2 separate regions of the Sus scrofa genome follow, and region 1 is linked to region 2. Evidence: chromatin contacts called from public HiChIP or PLAC-seq data. All regions are on one chromosome and are shown on one strand. Each heading gives the region's core, a stretch centred on a gene start, on an enhancer-like site or on the middle of the called end of the contact. The rest is flanking DNA. Distances are from core to core; before and after follow the strand shown.

The links. HiChIP or PLAC-seq counts read pairs in DNA pulled down with a chosen protein or histone mark.
Region 1: an H3K27ac HiChIP or PLAC-seq map of skeletal muscle shows a contact between it and region 2. The contact joins the promoter of ZNF592 here to the promoter of ALPK3 in region 2. A contact is called at or near these places in 3 of 47 Hi-C or Micro-C datasets (psoas muscle and skeletal muscle) and 2 of 2 datasets of contacts at active chromatin or transcription factors (alveolar macrophages and skeletal muscle).

Annotation. Positions count from the first base shown.
Region 1 is chr7:52,789,775-52,795,683 of Sscrofa11.1, forward strand. ZNF592 (zinc finger protein 592) reads right to left here and starts at 4,176. Exons shown (of 11, transcript XM_021098901.1): 1 at 4,070-4,176.
Region 2 is chr7:52,716,056-52,722,007 of Sscrofa11.1, forward strand. ALPK3 (alpha-protein kinase 3) reads right to left here and starts at 2,720. Exons shown (of 14, transcript XM_021098900.1): 1 at 2,472-2,720. The coding sequence starts at 2,614.

The DNA of each region.
Region 1 (5,909 bases), core at 2,926-5,425, 75 kb after region 2:
TTTCCTTAAGTTTCACGAACTTTCGCACTCAAATCAGACTCGTTCATTCCATCAATTAATAATCATTGTTAACTCACTGTAAGAGCTTGAGGAAAGATTATGTTAACAGAAAAGGTTAGTTTTCATGGGGCCTGAGAAAAACAAACAGGAATTGAGGAGCAAAAGTTTGTTAGTACATCCCAGCCCTGGCCAGAAATCCAAGGCTGGGGGTGGTGCACAGGACAAAAACATCTGTCATTCTGCAGTTTCATTTCTCATGGCTAGTTAATACCCTTAGTTTTTGTATCAGTCTCTTCCAAGTTTGGTTAGTCAGTCTCACTGGACCTAATCAGCTCTGAGTGCCCTACGAAACTGAATTTCAGGTTTGTGAAACTGAATACCAGGTCCTGAAGCACAGATATCCCACCAAAACAAAGTTATCCCCCAGAATGACACCTGTCTCCATTCCCTAGCAACACATATCATGTATTCTATGTACCTAATACTGATAGGTCCCTGTGACTTGCAGAATTAAACCCAAATTTGACCTGCCTTTCACAATCCCAACTCAGTTTCCCAGCCTCATCCTGAACAAACTAAGCCTCTCATGGCTCCATGCTTTCACACATAACTCTTTCCACATAGAATGCCTGTTGCCTAGTCTTACTTGCTTGTAAAACTCCTATTCTTCCTCTAAAGCCCATTTAGAAAGTCTCCTCTGCCCTGAAGCCTTCCCTACTTCCCCAGGCATTTAGTTTTTACTTCTCCCAACAGCTCTCTAACTACAGGGACTTTAGACAGCTTGGTAAATACATTGTAGCTCATTCTTCTAATTATCTGACCTCCCCTGGATACCTTGACCTTCTTGAGAGAAGGAATTCATATTGTATCCTTAAGTCCTAGCACAGCCTCAAGACTAAAGTGGGAAATCCATGTTGAAGGATCCATCACATGAAACATTGTCTATAGCTGTTTAGAGGAAAAGTGAGTCTTACAATATTCAAGAATTAAATTATGAATATATTTAATCTCATCCAAAATGACAACAGCACCGAAAGGCAGCATGGATATTTTAACTTTTTAAGTAATAACAGCAGCTAGCATTTGAGCTAATTTTTTTTTTTTTTTTTTTTTTTTTGGTCTTTTTAGGGTCGCACCGTGGCATACAGAAGTCCCCAGGCTAGGGGCTGAACCAGAGCCATAGTTGCCAGCCAAAGCCACAGCCACAGCAATACCAGATCTGAGCCTCGTCTTTGACCTACACCACAGCTTACACCACCACCAGATCCTTAACCTACTGAGGCTGGGGATGGAACTCGAGTCTTTATGGATACTAATCATGTTCATTACTGCTGAGCCACAAAAAGAACTCCTGAGCAATTAATTTTTCAAATTTTTTTTTACTATAGTTGATTTACAATGTTCCGTCAATTTCTGCTGTACAACAAAGTGACCCAACCATTGGGAGATATATATATATATATATTTTTTTTTTTTTTAATTTGATCAGCACAACAACTCTAGGAGGTACTTTTATTGCATTTAAGCTGGGAAAAGCTTGAGGCTTTTCCAAACAGGAAACTGAGGCACAACAGAGGCTAACTCAAAAGTCATTCAGTTAGCAATTGGCAGAAGCAAGATGCAAACTCAATAAATAGTCTGGCTCAAGAGCCACTGGGCTCTGGAATCAGAAAGATCTGGGTTTGAATCCAGATTATGTTACAAACATGGCTTTGGATAAGTCATCTAGCTCCTCTGAACTTGTATACATAAGTAAAGGGGGCAAGACAACTCTTTTCTAGTAGCAGAGAGGATTAGGTTAAATATGATAATGCCTGCAAAAGTCTTCTAAAATTGATTCTTTCACCTAATGGCAGTCCAGAAATGTTAATTCATTTTCCTTTCCCTTCCTAAAAGCTGGGCAAAATCGTCTGAGGAAAAGGATCCTCCCCAGACTGCTTGAGGCTTTTTCAGGCAGATCAAGTAGTTAGGCCATTCAACACAGAAAGCCTTACCATACCTGCTTATCTTGGTCCACACCAGAGTCCTCGAAAATGTAAATAACGTCATGTCACTCACTTAAACCCCTTCAAAGGTTCCTAATTACACTGGGAATACAATCCAAATTAAGGAGGGAAGGCATTCTGTCCCCAAGGCCCCAGTGATCTGACACACCTCTCCATAGACTTATCTCCTCTTTCTCCCTTTCCCCCCTACAGCCACACAGGCCTCTTTCACTTCCTCCAACTTGCCGAGCTCTGTGCTGCTCCACACATGGTTAACTCTTAACCCTCCTTCAAGTCTCAGCATAAATGTCACTTCCTCAAGGGAAGTCTTCCCTGAGCCCCCAACCCAAATAAAGGGCGACGTCTCTTACCACTCTTCACATTTCTTTCCTTGTACTCATCACAGTTTGAAATGATTAGTTCACTACTACCTTCAAAGTTTTATTCAAAAGACTTTCTTAGGAGGTCTTTCCAGGCCACTCGAATATAAATTCAGTCCTCACCCAACAACTCATAGCCTCCTTTCTTATTTTATTTTTCTCCTTAGCACTTATTAACAGACTATATTTTTATTACATATTTAATTTTATTGTCTCCCCCCACCCCAAGCCTCCAGGATGAAACTTCCACAAGGGCAGTTATTTTTGCTTGCTTTCTTCACAGTATCTAAAACAATGCCTGGCACATACTAGTTGACAAATATTTGTTGTTGAATGAAATTTCAAGATGATTTGCTTATTATTGGGCCTTCCCACAAGTCAATGAGCTCAATTAAGCTAAAACATGTCTTTTTGGTTTACCGCTGTACTCCCAAAACCTAGTCCAGTGCCTGGCACATAATAAGTGCTCAGTAAAATTTTGCTGAATGAATCAAAGCCACGACCAGTGGAAACATTGGAAAATGATCAAAATGTGTGTGCTAGCACCTTGCTTCCTGCTCTCTTTCACTGTGTAGTGTACCTATGAGTTTGAGGAAACAGATCCCTGAAATCCTACCAAGTACCCACCAGGCCAGGCATGTCCACATCCTGTATCCTTAGCCACACTCTACACACCAACAGATGCACCAGACAGCCCTTCCAGGAACACAGAGCTGAAGGCAAGTGGGCCAACCCTAAGCCAAATACCATCTTACCCCCAAGTCCCCTCCTCCAGTTCTATTCTAGACTAGTCCTGGGTGTTAGACATACTGCCCTGGGTGGGTCTGTGAATTTACTCCAATCCAGGCTTTTTAATGCCATCTCTGGCCTACGCAAAAGAAAAAATGGAGAAGAAAAAAAAAAAAAAAAGTTAAAAATCCCTGAGCAGTTCTGATAATCCTGGGGTTCTCAGAAGCAGGCACACCTCAGGTCGTACAGACCCCTCCCCCTCACACGCGCTGATCCAAGGCCAGGAGGCCATCTGTCCAGCAGACGCTCCCCGTCCTCCCTCGGGTCACATTGAGCCTCCCCCTCAGGTTGGCAGGAAAAGCCCCTGCAGAGACAACCTCCACCCTGATCAACAGGCCTGGTCACTCCCTGGGCCCCCAACTCCGGGGCAGGAATACCTGTCTGCTCCCGATGAAACCTCCCCCGGGGTCAGAACTTGGGCGGGGGGGGGCGAAGGGGAACGGAGGGGCGCCAAAAAAGGTCGATCCCCCAAGTGTCTACTCCGGGACGGCGACAGCTCTTCGGGCGGCCCAGACGGTCCGACTGACAGGACGCCCCAGCGGGGGAAAGTGGCACCGTTATCCGTGCCCGGGCAGGGGGCCGTGGGCCGACGCCGAGGGCGGCCGCCCGTCCCGCGCCAGGAGGACAGCAGCATGCCCGCCCAGCCGGGTAGCGGCGGGTCGGGGCGGCGGAAGGGGCAGGCGGCCCGTCGGCCGGGGGCGGGGTGGGGTGGCGGCCGGGGCCCGCCAGGCGGCGGTCGGGGGAAGTGGCTGCCGCCTCGGGCGGCGAGCAGGGTCCGCCTGGCTGCAGGGCCGGGCCTCGGCGCGGGCGCGGGCTCGGCCCCGGCTCCGCTCAGCCCCGGCTCAGGCTAGGGCGGCCTCGGCGGCGGCCCCGGCCCACAAGCCCCGCCCGGCCCGGCCCGCGGGGGGCGCTTACCTGGCGGCGGCGGCGGCTGCAGGCCCCGGGCTCGGCCGCGCGCGTCCCCAGCGCCGGCTGCGGGAGCCACAACATGGCGACGGCGGTGGCGGGCGGGGCTGCGGCTCCGGGGGCGGAGCGGGGGCGGGAGCCGGCCTGGCGGCGGGACCTGGCTGGGGCCGCGGGGGGGTGGGGGGAGGCGGAAGGCGACTCGGACCTGGGCGCCCGGCCCAGGGCGGTGTGGCTGAGCGGCTGCCCCAGCCCCAGTCTGGGCCCGGCCTCTCGCCTCTTGCCTTCGGCCTCCCGCCTCCCGTCCCGGGCGGGCTGCGCGGCACCGACCCGACGGCGGCGGGCGGGGCAGGGGAGGCACGGGGAAGAAATAGAACCCCAACCTCGCGGACCCGGGCCCGGCCCGCGGGCTCGCCTGCCTCTCCTGCCCAGCAGAGCACCCGGAGCGGTACCGGCCCAGCGGCCGCTCTCCGCGACTTGGGCCTCTCGTCCTCTGACGCGCCTCCCGGGCAGGGCCGAGGTCGGGGCCGAGGTCTCCCACTAGAGGGCCACGATCTGCCTACGCGGCTGTGTCGCCCTAGCGGAGGGCGAGCGCCTCAGGAGCTGAGACGGCGTCCTCTTCCCTCAGATCTGGCACTAGTGGAGCCTAGTAGGCAGCTATGTGAAAGGTAGCAGAGGGGGCATGGGCCTGGCGCTTACTAGGTGCGCCCTCAATGTTGGGTCATTGCTATATCTAGAGACCTGCACGAAGGCCCGGAGGAATGGAGCCTCTGGAGGAACCGTGAGACCCGCGGTGAACAGAGTTGAAGGCCTGGCAACGGGTGCCTCCCAGGGTATAGACGGCGAGACCTCCGAGTTACAGGGGAAGCTAGGACTGTGCAAGGTGAGAACGGAGAGGTGGGCAGATGGCCCAGAAGGTGACCAGCAGGACCTTCCAAGAGCCCAGCGTACCTGGAGACAGGCGGAATTAAGGCAACAGCCAGGTGATAGTGTGAGAACCCAGAGATGAGGCCCTGGTGTCTGGCAGTGAGCACCCACTGCCAACCGTGGAGAAGTGCGTCTGAAGAACGGGGAAGGACAGGCCAATCTTCAAGAGGGGTGGAACTTTCAGCCCGGTCCGACTGTGGGCCAGACTCTAAGCTGAGCTGAGCTCTTGAGTAGGGAGTAAGTGGTAGTGAAGCGCTGAAGGCAGTAAAAAGGGTGGTGGTTCTTTCCCGAAGTTTGGCAGGGAGAGGGGAAGAAAAGCAGGCCTTATGTATAGCTCCAGGGGTAGTTGGAGCAGAGGAGAAAGGTGATTTTTTTTTTCTTTTAAATTGAGGAGGTGCACTCAAAAGAGCTGATAGGGGAGAATAAAAAGATGAGAGAGAATAATTAATGGTGCATGATCTCATAAAAGGAAAACGAGATGGGGGGGTGCTAAGAAATCTGAGAAGAGGCACACTTCTTCCAACCAGGTTTAAAGGATACACAAAGATAGAAATAAATATTTTAGGGTGGGGAGGTATGCATACTCAGCCAGGCATGTTCCCATGGTTCAGTGACCTGGATGACCCCCAAAGTCAACCATAATCCTGCTGGGGTCACTGCCCTTTAAAACTTACATGTAGTTGGCTCTGGGAAACCCAAGATCTCTGCCAATATTTCCAAAGATTCATGGGGGAACTTGGAGTTCTCTAAATAATCACTGGCCCCAATTGCCCTTTTAGGAAATTTGTCACTATACCTTGGATACCACTCCATTTATTTTATTAAGATTTAATTTTATATTTTTAATGTTCTAGTGGTCTTAAGGTTGTCTTTTCTGGATTTTTTTTTTTTTGGTCTTTTTGACATTTCTTAGGCCACTCCGGTG
Region 2 (5,952 bases), core at 1,470-3,969:
GAGTGGTTCCTTAACCTACTCTGGCCTACCCACGCCCACCTACCTAAGAGCTGAGGTACTAGAGGCTGGATACCCTAGGAGGCAGGGCCTAGAGTGCGGTGGGACTATTTGCATGTTGGACCTCTGACCCCGGTGATTACTGGAAATATCCTGGAGCTGACTATGGACTGGAAACCCCTCCAGGGTCAGGGGAAGGAAAGGTATGCACAGGAAGACAGGTTCTAGACCTGGGCCAAGGCTTCTGGTGGCCTGGCTCCCAGTCTAGCTGTCTCTCAGCTCCCACAGGGCAGCCCACCCTCCCAGGGGCCCATGAGAATGATGACTCACAGGCTCCATGATAGCTTTGTATCACAGTAGACCCAGAAAATGCTGAAGTCAAGAGTGAGTGGGTGGGATGGGATTTGCCTCTCAGTCAGGACTGTGGGATAGTCAGGTTTCAAGGGGCGGGGGCCAGTATCAGCTGGCAAAGTCTTCAACGGGGCCTATTCCCAGCCCCACAGGCAGTCGGGCTGCTCTGAGAGAAGACTATAAGGTTGCCTGCTCTAGTCAGGCCTTGCTAGAGAACCGGGAACTTCCCACCCCACTTACAGCCCCATTCACTTTCACAGTATATCCTCTTGGGCCAGAGGCCTCTCCAGAAGTGAGGTAAGCCTGGGCTTCCTTGTCCCTCAGGACCTGTGGGGGGGAAGGGGTGTCTGTGGCCAGCTGGCAGGGGCAAAACATAGCCCACAGTCCTGGGCTAAAAAACCCTCTCTCCCAAACTGCCCCAGCCCTGCCCCTTTAAATGTTCAATGAAAAGAGTCTCCATTTAAGAGCACTCACTTAGGTCCCAAAGGACTTAAGCCAGACACTTCTTACCCATCTGCAGTTCTCAGGCTGACATACTGCTTTGTGCTCTTCAGATGTGCAATTAAAATTTATCTACCACACAACTGCTCAGCCAGGCAGCTAGAGAGTGGACACAGTGTCCACTCTCCAGCTTTTTTCCTAACAGCCCAGGGTCCCCCGCCCTCTCCATTCTGCCTAATTTTCAAGTCGCCCCACTGCTGTCTCTAAGAAGGGCCCTACTTCCCTCTTGTACTTGTTCCGCTGATGTTGACAAAGGCTGGACACAGGAGGCAAAGCCCAGACAAATCATTGTGACAAGTATGAGACAAGTGTGAGGCTGCTATAAGGCAATCAGCTTCACCATGGGCTGGAATAAATACACAAATTTCCTTCCAGCCTTTCCATAGAGCCCATGGTCAGGAGGAAGGGGCATTCTTTCTTGGCAGCCAGGGTCCTTGCCGAGTCTGACTCAGTCACTCACACCAGCCCTCAGCCCTGTCCTAGACATGTGACACCATTTGACGAGTTTTATGCTGAAACCGGTTCCGGTTACATTTGAACTTTTCCAACTCCAAGGTCAACAGAACTCAGCCAATCCACGAGGAAGTGCCTGGGACTTTTCCTGAATGTCCTTGATGTCTGTTTTTGTGCTGTTTTAAGAACGGAGGACAAGAGGTCTCTGGACAGCTTCTCAGAGGAGTGGCTGTTTTCGGTCTAACCTACGACAAGCCAAGTGCTGGGGCTGTGACACAACCACAAAAGCTAGCCATCACAATTCCCTGAGGAGTAGGCTCCAGTGGTGGAGGGAGACGGAGTGGCCGAGAGGGGGCAGGAAGTATCCGTCTCCAAGGCAATGCACGTGTCCCCATGGGCCAGTGTGCCTTTGAGTGCCAAAATGCCTCTCTATTGTCTGTGTCCTTACATCTGTAGGTAGCCGAGCTCCTAAAACAAAGCATCCACACCTCTTTAATTAACTCTTGGAAGGGGAGTAAAGGGTTCATCAGTTCAGCCTCTTCCCTTGGCATCCCATTGCCCCCAACTGGGCAGGGCACTTGGCTTCCTCAGAGCCACAACCTCTGAATCTTCAGGCAGGACCAACCAGCAAGCCACCCCTTCACCTCAACAGCCCCCACCAGGATCCTGGGGAAGACCAGGGTTCTGGGCCCAGAGGGAAAACCGTCTTTGCAGTTTATTTCCTCCTGGCGAATCCCAAGCCAAACAGCCCCCCACCCCAGGGCAGTGGCCCTGGCGTCCCCTCCTGCCTCCCTGCTGCTCGCCCACCCCCTCCCTGCCAGCCCCGAGGAATTTCGGCCTCCCCTGCCTTCCTTATCGCAAACTGTGGAATCTGAAGCCCGGGAGTACCGGCGGTGGGGGCGGCGGGGCGGGAGCAAGGGAGCGCAGATAAGGAGAGCCTTCGGGGGGCCCCCGTGAAATCACCCCGAACTAGGGCCCCTCTCGTCCCCTGAGCCTCTCCTGGCCAGAGGCCCGAGGTTCACGGGCCCTGAGAGGGCAGGGGAGCGGGCCCGGCCTGGCCGTGACCCGGGCCTCGGGCCTCCAGTCAGCGCGGGGGGCCCATCCGAGGGCCTCACTCGAGGCCTCTGCCCGCCCGACGCCGGCCCGGCCCCCCCCCGAGCGCGACTCACCTGGTCTCGGGCCGCACGCTGAGCAGGTAGCTGCGGCTGGCGGGGCTGGGGATCCACACGGGCCCGTCGTCCTCGCCGTCGTCCCCCGCCCCGGCCCGTCCGCCCGAGCCCCAGCCCCGGCTGGACACCCTCCGCGACCCCATGCTGCCGCCGGCCCGCACTCGCCGTCGGCTCCCGCCCGCTCTCCAGGCCTCTGCCCGCCCGGCTCCACGCCGCTGGCCGCCGCTCCCCCTCCCGCGGCTGACGCGCGCCCCTATTTATAGCCCCGGGGCCCGGCCGTCGTCACCTGCTGCTGTCCCTCCCCCGGCCCGGCCACCGCGGCCTCCCAGGCGCCGGGGGGCGCCGGGGCGCGGAGGCCCCGCCAGGCCTTGCCCGAGGGGCCGACTCCGGGTCTCTGGTTTCTTCCCTCAGCCGACCGCCCGTCGGGTGTACAGCTCTCCCACCGTGCGCCTCCTTGGCGGCGGTGTGCTCCCGCTTCGCGCGCGCCTCTGCCTCAGCAGCGGCGGCGTCCGACCCTCTCTGAGCCGAAGGGGAAAGGGTGGGGGTGGGGTGCGACTCTAGAAAGGGACCCAGTACGTGCCCCTAACAGGTCCCTAGGACCCTAGCTCCCTAGTCACCTCCCTGCCCTGCCCTGCCCGCGCCCCGTTTTGAAGGTGTGGAAGCTCCGGCTGTGCGGCCTTGGCCAAGCGGAGGGTGCCGAAGGACCCAAGGCACATTGTGAATCAACTGTAATAGAAAAAAATAAAAATCTTAAATAAAAAAGGAAGTATCCAAGGAGCTGCGCGGGGCGTTTGAGGCCTGGAGAAAGGCACCAAGGGGGCAAAGAGCCGCTAGGAGCTTGGGCTGGATCCAATGGGAGACAAGGGAGCCAGGGACTCGCCCCTCTTCCTGGCAGCAGACCTGACTGCCCCTGGCCTTGCCAGTGGCTGTTGGTCCAGCACTTAGACAAACTCAAACTCATATACCTCCATAAGTGACCTCGGTTCCTAGGAGGCCAGATTTCCTCTGGGTACCTCTGTGTTCCTCTCCATTATCTAGCATAGATCAGGGCTTCAGCGAACAATTCTAGAATTATTGAACCTCCTTTGCCACCCTTTTCAGCCTCCTTTCCCCAGCACCCAAAGGGGAAATGGGCTGAGTCCTAACGCCCAGAAAAATAATTTAATCATTCAATAGTTTCTGAGAGCAAAATTCTAAGCACTATCTAAATATGGTACTAAATATTGGGAGTGTCCAAGTTGGTTTAATCTTCTCCTACATCCTTGAGAGCATCCAGAAAGTACCTAGAGATGGATGATTTTAATCATTAGGAAGTTGGAGCAGGAAGTTCCTGCAGTGGCTCAGCATTAACGAGCCCCACTAGTATCCATGAGGATGAGGGTTCGATCCCTGGCCTCGCTCAGTGGGTTAAGGATCTGGCATTGCCATGAGCTGTGGTGTAGGTTGCAGACACACCTTGGATCCCATATTGCTGTGGCTGTGGTTAGGCTGGCAGCTGTAGCTCTGATTCAAGCCCTAGCCTGGGAACTTCCATATGCCGAAGGTGCGGCCCTAAAAAGCAAAAAAAAAAAGAAAAAGAAAAAAAAATTGGAGCAAAGGAGTACAACCCCTCTATTCTAGAAGCTGCTCTTACATCCCCACTCCTTTTGGAAATTGCTCTTCCCCTACTCCCACTGTGTGATTCCAAGGGCAGCTGCCATGTTCCTACCCTCTCCCCTCACCACTTCCTCCACCTTCTCATTTGACTCAAGCCACACTCTTCATGATACCCATCTCCCTGACCGCAGAAGTAAGCTTCAGACCCAAGCTGTGCCAAAGTTCTTCACCAAAATGGAGTTCCTGTTGTTGTGCAGCAGAAATGAATCTGACTAGTATCCATGAGGATGTGGGTTTGATCCCTGGCCTCACTCAGTCGGTTGGTTGGGGATCCAGCATTGCACTGAGCTGTGGTGTAGGTCACAAACTCGACTCAGATCCCAAGTGACTATGGCTGTGGCATAGGCCAACAGCTATAGCTCTGATTCAGTCCCTAGCTTGGGAAACTCCACATGCTGCAGGTGTGGCCCTAAAAAGCAAAAAAAAAAAAATGTTTTCAACTGGAATTTGGAAAAAACAAAACAAAACAAAAACAGTCCCAATAGAAAGCTGTGAGCTGCAAGGTCCGAGCTTTCAGCAGCCATGTTTCCTGCTATGTGGAAGTCTGCCAGTCTGCAGTAGGGAAGAAGAAGGCTGACACAGGGAGAAGCAAAGGCAAGGGGCAGAGTCCTGAAGATTTTTGGGAGCTTTGTTGCAAGTGTTCCTGAGATGCAGCTTTGTCCATGGCCTTCCTGCAGGTTGGCAATGCAACCATTTCTTGGAATCTGTACTCAAAAAAGCTCTCCCTTTGCTCAAGCTGCTTCAAATCAGGCTTCTACTAATTGAATCTGTACTAAAGCCAATACTAAAGAAAATACTAAAGCATTTTCTCCTAATGAGCCCAAATTTGTCCTCTGAGCACATACCCCAATTCATCCTTATTCTTGGCTCTCTGGAGGTGTGCATATTAAAATCTCTTCAAGAGTTCCCTGGTGGTGCAGTGGGTTAAGGATCCAGCATTGTCACTATTGTGCATGGTTTCAATCTGCATGCTGCCTGGGAGGCCAAAATCAAAAATAATATCTTCGGTTGTCTTCAGGACAGTCCTTCAAATATTTGAAATCATGCTTATATAGAGTTTTGGTTCATTTGTGGTGACTACACATGTACCAGGCTAGAGCACACAAGGGTCATAAGATCTGTACCTTCAACAAATGACCTTTCCACAGAAAAGAAAATCATGAACATGGAAACAGACTTGTGGTTGCCAAGGGGGAGGGAGTAGGATGAACTGGGAATTTGGGGTTAATAGATGCAAACTACTGCCTTTGGAATGGATTAGCAATGAGATCCTTCCGTATAGCACTGGGAACCATATCTTATGACGGAGCATGATAATGTGAGAAAAAAGAATGTGTACATGTAGATGTAACAGTTGAAAATTGAGAGGAGTTCCCATCCTGGAGCAGTGGAAAAGAATCCCACTAGGAAAGATGAGGTTGCAGTTTCCATCCCTGTCCTCGCTCAGTGGGTTAAGGATCCGGCGTTGCCGTGAGCTGTGGTGTAGGTTACAGACACCGCTCAGATCCTGCATTCCTGTGGCTGTGGTGTAGGCTGGCAGTTGTAGCTCTGATTTGACGCCTATCCTGGGAAACTCCATATGCTGCAGGTGCAGCCCTCAAAAGCAAAAAAAAAAAAAAAAGAAAGAAAGAAAAAGAAAATTGACAGAATACTATAAACCAACTATAATGGGAAAAAAATCATTATTTAAAAAATAAAAATACATAAATTCTCAATCAGAAAAAAAAAAGATCTGTGCCTTCAAGAATCTTATGGTCTAATAGAGCGAACAGGAGTACAAGCAAAATACAATGCAAGGTGAAATGTACAATTATAAAGCTATGTA